Regions from separate parts of the Mus musculus genome. Here region 2 is linked to region 1. Evidence: chromatin contacts called from public Hi-C data. All regions are on one chromosome and are shown on one strand. The core of a region is the stretch at or near the end of the contact, and the rest is flanking DNA. Distances in the headings are between cores, read along the strand shown.

Evidence for each region. A called contact is a pair of places that touch in the nucleus more often than the background predicts.
Region 2: a contact with region 1 is called in a Hi-C map of pancreatic cancer cells, with 2.1 times the contacts expected there. The contact joins two enhancer-like sites. A contact is called at or near these places in 1 of 15 datasets of contacts at CTCF or cohesin (CD8 T cells), 3 of 484 Hi-C or Micro-C datasets (bone marrow-derived macrophages, cerebellum and pancreatic cancer cells) and 4 of 115 datasets of contacts at active chromatin or transcription factors (CD8 T cells, embryonic stem cells, regulatory T cells and 1 more).

Annotation. Positions count from the first base shown.
Region 1 is chr8:34,501,184-34,504,270 of GRCm38.p6, forward strand. It overlaps the pseudogene Gm8268. Among named protein-coding and RNA genes, the nearest start is that of Gm40489, 14 kb to the left of the region's middle. Within about 2 kb of position 1,673, at least 9 of the 459 cell types and tissues checked have an H3K27ac peak or open chromatin away from gene starts, as enhancers often do. A contact at or near this core is called in pancreatic cancer cells, where this site is marked.
Region 2 is chr8:34,759,117-34,762,203 of GRCm38.p6, forward strand. No RefSeq gene overlaps it. Among named protein-coding and RNA genes, the nearest start is that of Dusp4, 47 kb to the right of the region's middle. Within about 2 kb of position 1,620, at least 71 of the 459 cell types and tissues checked have an H3K27ac peak or open chromatin away from gene starts, as enhancers often do. A contact at or near this core is called in pancreatic cancer cells, where this site is marked.

The sequences.
Region 1 (3,087 bases), core at 423-2,922:
ATCAAACAAAGTGAATGTGTAAGAAATATAACAAGACAGGGTTTAATAGGTGGATGCATGAGCGTTATCGGGTCAAGCTGGAGAGAAAATTAACAAACTAGAATATAGGCCAAAAGAAACCGCCCATAACAGAAGTCAGAGACAGTAGAGATAAATGTGCCTGTGGGATAGCAATCAGGCACTGCAGAGAAAGCCTCATAGCATTACTGAAAATGCACCAGAAGAAAAAAATGGGGGTTACAGCCGTATTTGAAGAGGTGACAGTCAATTTTCCAGAAGAAATGCAAGAATGAGTCTAGAATTTCAAAGTTAGGTTAAAAACTGAAAACAACACACATGCTTGGGGCGTAGTCACATCTGCACACACTGGCTAAAACATGGGGAATGGAAGGAAAGTGGCCGCCCTTGAAGGAGCGACCAAAGGAACGGCCAACTTCTCAGCTGTAATTGTAGGAGTCAGTAAAGGGACCAACATCATCAGTGCACCCCAGACACCTGCCAGCCTAGAACTCGTGACACTACTTTTCAGTGATGGGACAGAAAGGAAGGCACTTCCAGAACCAAAGTCGAAGGAAAGTGTGTGCCACCAGCAGTGTGTCTCTAAAGGAATTGAGGCAGGAGTCAGCCTTAAGTAGAAAGTGTAGACACAGGAAGGAAGAGAATGCAGACCAGACTCACATAATTCTGAGAAGAGTTGTGGCCAATGAAGATATGAGAAGATAAGGATCGTCCCTGGGGAACAGAGAAATAAAAATCAAGGCGACGGTGAGATTTTATTTTCTTCCCATTCTGTTATAGAAAAGTGACATGACTTGGGGAAATTGGAAGTCTTTGTGGGCATGTGCAGCCCTGGGCTTCCTATCCTGTCTTGAGGAGACTGTGCCCTGGAAAACAGTGTGCCTATCTCCTAAGTTCAATGTTAACCCATATGTTCCTATGTTTAGAGAAGATCTTGTAGTCATACCAGGGAGACAATTTAAACAATGTTCACAATCATGTGATCTATCAAAATATGGAATTCCCCTTCAGCGTGATGAGTAACGGGATAAGTGCATAAACTATGGTATAGACAGTCACACAGAGATAGTCGTAACAGGTAAGATATATGAGGTATAGCTACCTAGGAAGTTTTGTTTTAAATATTATACGCAGACCCCAAGTTAAAGGCAAAGTCTTCCACAAGACTCCCCTCATTTCAGATGCCAACTGTTGGCCTCAGGGTTCCTCGGGTCACCTGCATTTGTAATCACTGCTGTACATCTGATGACTCCCAGGATTCCTTTGGCTTGCTACTTTACTGTCATCACCAGTTCTCTAGAAGCTCGTACACAGGGAGAGATGGATGTGATCAGGTTTACATCCTTTCTCCATGAAACAAGTCTACTGGTCTTCCAAAAGACTGATGAATCCTTAACATTCAGAAAGGTCCACTGAGTTTGTAGCTCAGAGTTTTGGGTGAGGGAGATATCATTCATGTCTACACTAGATATGAATGATGAAAGCACTGGGCACATCTTTAAGCTCAGTCTCTCCCCTCCTATCTCCTTCATGAACACAGGCTCAGGTCCAACCCTTTAAGCCTACAGCTGTGTCTGGTGGTAAGACCACTTCCTAAGGCAGTCTGACGCCCCTCCTGAGTCATTTCATCAGTGTGATAAGCACACTTCTATTACTCAGGAAATTCCAAGGATTTTTGGAACTCTATGCCAGGGACCCAAGTCAAAGGACTTCTTTACTGTGTAACAACTCCCTAATTAAAGAAAAAAATCCAGCAGACCCAATCTCTGTCCTGAGGTCTATTTCCAGGAAATGTGACTTAAGATAACTGTTGCCAGGAATGGTTTGAGGAAACATGAGTGATTGTTCAGTCCCAACTGTTCTGTTCTTTGTAGAGCTGGGGAACCCAAGGGTTCAGTCATTGCTGAGGTGGCTCTACTAAGTCAGCATTCTCCATTCTGAGAGCACATGACAGTGTCACTGCTTGGGTATATACAAGATTTAAAAAACGCTCTTGGGCCTGGATTGGTCTGCAGTTTTTGTTTTAACTACAGACATGCCATTAAGTAACATGCAATACTTCTGATACATGCATGTATTGTTGAACATGTCTTCATAGTGAGAGCAGCACAGCATTTGCTTGCACAGAGCCTGGATGGTAGAGGTCATGCACTTTATCATGGCCTCAGTATGCCGCCCACAGAGATGGTAAGCACAGACTTATGATCTGCAGCTAGTAAAACCATGGTTTTTACAAGAACACTTTCAACAAGTTAGAAGGGGTACGCTTCAAGATAGGAACAAGAGCCAGACGTAGAGATGGGATATGATGATGAAGAGGTCAGCTCAGCTCAGAGCCATTGGAAAATTCCACCAGGCACCCCTCCCCTCCTGGAAGAAACAGGTCAGAGAGCATGTAGGCAGGAAGGAAGAGGCTAATTAAGCCCCTACTACCTCATTCCCTAAAGACCAATCAATTTAAAGGGCATACTGTTCTGCCAATCGTATTGTGTCTTGTTGCCGATGTTCTAGTCTGCCTCTGGAAACTGTATAAATACTTGCCAGATGCCCAGGGTCACCACTTCTCCTTCGGGTGCAGGATGACAACCCGAGCATGCTGGAACAATAAATTCCTCATGCTTTTGTATCGATCCCCAGCTCCGAGTTGTTCACTCAGGGGTCCCTTTCTGAATGTTAAGGATTCATCAGTCTTTTGGAAGACCAGTAGACTGGTTTCATGGAGAAAGGATGTAAACCTGATCACATCCATCTCTCCCTGTGTACGAGCTTCTAGAGAACTGGTGATGACAGTAAAGTAGCAAGCCAAAGGAATCCTGGGAGTCATCAGATGTACAGCAGTGATTACAAATGCAGGTGACCCGAGGAACCCTGAGGCCAACAGTTGGCATCTGAAATGAGGGGAGTCTTGTGGAAGACTTTGCCTTTAACTTGGGGTCTGCATAAAATATTTAAAACAAAACTTCCTAGGTAGCTATACCTCATATATCTTAACTGTCACGACTATCTCTGTGTGACTGTCTATACCATAGTTTATGCACTTATCCTGTTACTCATCATGTTGAAGGGGAA
Region 2 (3,087 bases), core at 370-2,869, 260 kb after region 1:
CGAAATCCAGTGAACTACATTCTACCAGCAGAAAGGGTCAGAGGGGGTGGGGGGTGTCCCCAATTCCTGACTGAGACAGGGTGGGTTGAGAAATAGGAAGTCAACATGCAGCTGGGAGACAGAGTTGTCAGAGTCTAGGAAGAAAGTCATTGGGTAATAAGGTCATGTCATGTGCAAGAGAATTCCCCATGAGAGATGGATATCCTACCAGCCTCGGCAGGTTAAAAATAGACCTCAAGTTACCTCTTTCTTGGTGGTAGGTTTGTATTGGCAAAAAGTTGTAAGATAGCTAGCTATCTTGGAAGGATGTTCAAGATATACCATCTGGTTAAAACAAATTAGCCGGGTGTGGTGGCACACGCCTTTGATCCCAGCACTCGGGAGGCAGACGGATTTCTGAGTTCGAGGCCACCTGGTCTACAAAGTGAGTTCCAGGACAGCCAGGGCTACACAGAGAAACCCTGTCTCGAAAAAAAAAAAAGTGAGGTGTCTAACAGGGTTTACAGATATGACTGCCTGTACATACAGACAGTGGAAGCAGTAACACATGCCAACTGTCTTTGGAGGAAAGCATAGGACATTGGCAACCATGGGGAGTGGGGATGAAGCTAGAAGCAAGGCTCTTGTTTTCACTTCATTTATTTCTGGTTGAAATTTTTTTTTAGCATGTAGATATATTTATTATCCTTAGTGAAAAACAGTAATAAATAGCAAGTCAGTCATCTATCACGCTGCTGGTTTTCTTTTGCTTTAGAAAGTCTGCTGCACACACGGGCGCATGCATGTGCTCTAGAGAATAAGAGAAGGGGTAAATAAGACTGGATGCACATTTTAAATCCGCCACCTTCTCCCCTGAGCCTCGTTCTACCAGGCTCTTCTTGCAGTTATAATTGGCTGTGCATACACACCAGCCTACAGGGAGGAAATGCAGTAGTCAATAGGCTATCGTCGTCTGTGTGCTGGGGCTTATATTTCATATTCTAAATTGATAGTCTCCTCTTGGGGCTTAGATTATTATGTACTTTTTTTTCCCCTAAATAGAATAAAAAGATTATGGAACTTAAATCAAAAGACCAGGTCCTGGTAGGGAGAGTTACCCTTGAGGTATCTCTACTGAGGGCAGCTGGACCCACTGGTATAAGAGACCTTCAGCTGTTTATCTAGAATATTCCACCCACCATAAAGATGGTCACCAGAGGAAAAAAAAATCAAGCTGGGTTTGTTCGGGTGCCACCTTCAATCATCCCTAACACTCAAGGCTGTTGTGGTGTTTTGTTTTGTTTTGTTTGTTGTGTTTTGTTTTGTTTTGTTTTGGGCTCATGACTTCATGACAGCCCATTTCCAGCAGGGAGAGAAAGAATGGAAAGTTTTGCCCATCTTCCATGATTCTGCACCTCCATTGAGAGCTGGGCCATCAGCAAAGGACCTTGTTGTGGAGCAAAACAAATAGAAATCAAAAGAAACCACAGAAATAGCAGACCTGGGCCATCTCAGAGACTGTGTCATTAAGTGTAATTTCATCAGCCCTGGGCTCCAGGGGCGTGATTTACACAGGTCAGTCAGCCTCCCTCGCGATGGGAAACTCATTTTTAATAAATGATAGCAAGTAGGTTTATTCAGACTTGTGACTATGAGTCACCGTGTTTGAAGCCGTATGACAAACACCACCAGAAACCAACAGATGACCTTGGCCATGGGACCTTTTTTTTTTTCTCTGAAAAAAAACAAATATATTTCCTGACCATGATATTGAGGCCTGAAAGTCTGTGTGAGATTGGTGAGAGATGTGTGGGGCCCATACATTGAGAGGACCAGGGTGAGCCCTCCTGGCCCTTCCTCTTCAGCAAGCCTGTGTGATTCAGTACCCAGGGAAGCCGAGGAGGAAGAAGTATATTTGATTCTGACTAAAACTGAACATCAGTGAGAGAGGAGAGTAAATTACTTTTTGAAAACAAAACAAAACAAAAAAATCTAAAAAAAAAAACAAAAAACAAAAAACAAAAACAAAAACCCCTAAAAACCAAAAAAGTCACAGCTCTGTGATTCTTGCTGCCACTAAAATTACTACAAATTAATAGGCTGACGGCTCCACAGTCGCTCCCCTCTTCTGAGTCCTTCACATTGTGACAAAGCACCTTTTCCAACCAGGAAATGAGAAAGCACGGGGTGGGGGTGGGGCTGGGGCTGGGGCTGGGAAACACTGGGCCACAGGCCAGAGAAATGGCAGAATCAGTGTGCGAGTCTGGATGAAGGTAAGAGTTACAAGAACATCATACCTTGTGAGGTCAGGAGTCTCCCTCTTGAAGGGACACATGCCTTCCTTGTGAGCTTAGGAGCAGCTCAGGGTGCAGTCCCGTCCCCCCCCATGGCATCCGATTGCTGCCTCTCCTCTGCTCCTCCAGTCTGCTCTGCATTTCAGCTTTTTGCCCCAAAGCTCTGCCCTCCCTACCATCCAGTAGTAAATCGGGAGAGTAATATCAGGGCGGAAAGGAATATCTGTTTCTTAACTGGAAGAGGAGAAAAAGAGCTTAAGACTCTTTTCTGACAAGGTAGAAGTCTCAGCTTCACTCCCACCCCCCAACACACACCCACAAAAAGAACACAAGTAGATGTGTTTTAAGAAGCACAAGCCAAAAGATACTTTATTTCTGGTCTTCATTTTTGTTTTTTGTTTTAGCACCAAATCAAATTGTGGCTCCCTTTCTTTCTTTGTGTATGTGTGTGTGTGTGTGTGTGTGTGTGTGTGTGTGTGTGTGTGTAACATGTAAGCTTGCTTATTCATATAGGTAAGAGAAAACTCTGGGGGGAACTCAGAGACACAAATAACGCTGCTTTTCAGGGAGAGGTCTTCTTGTGTTGAATGGAAGAGGTATTTATCACCTCCCCATCTAAATCAAATCTATATGTAAATAAAATGTGTAGAAACGGAATGCATCTTAACTGATGCATAAATAAACTGACCTATAAATAGCATTGAATGCAATGTGACAGCAATTCCAGTTCCTAGTGAGGGGACGTGCACAATACAGATGGACGCCACAGTAGACTGACTCATAACCAGCCCCCAACCCCCCTGCTTCCAATATG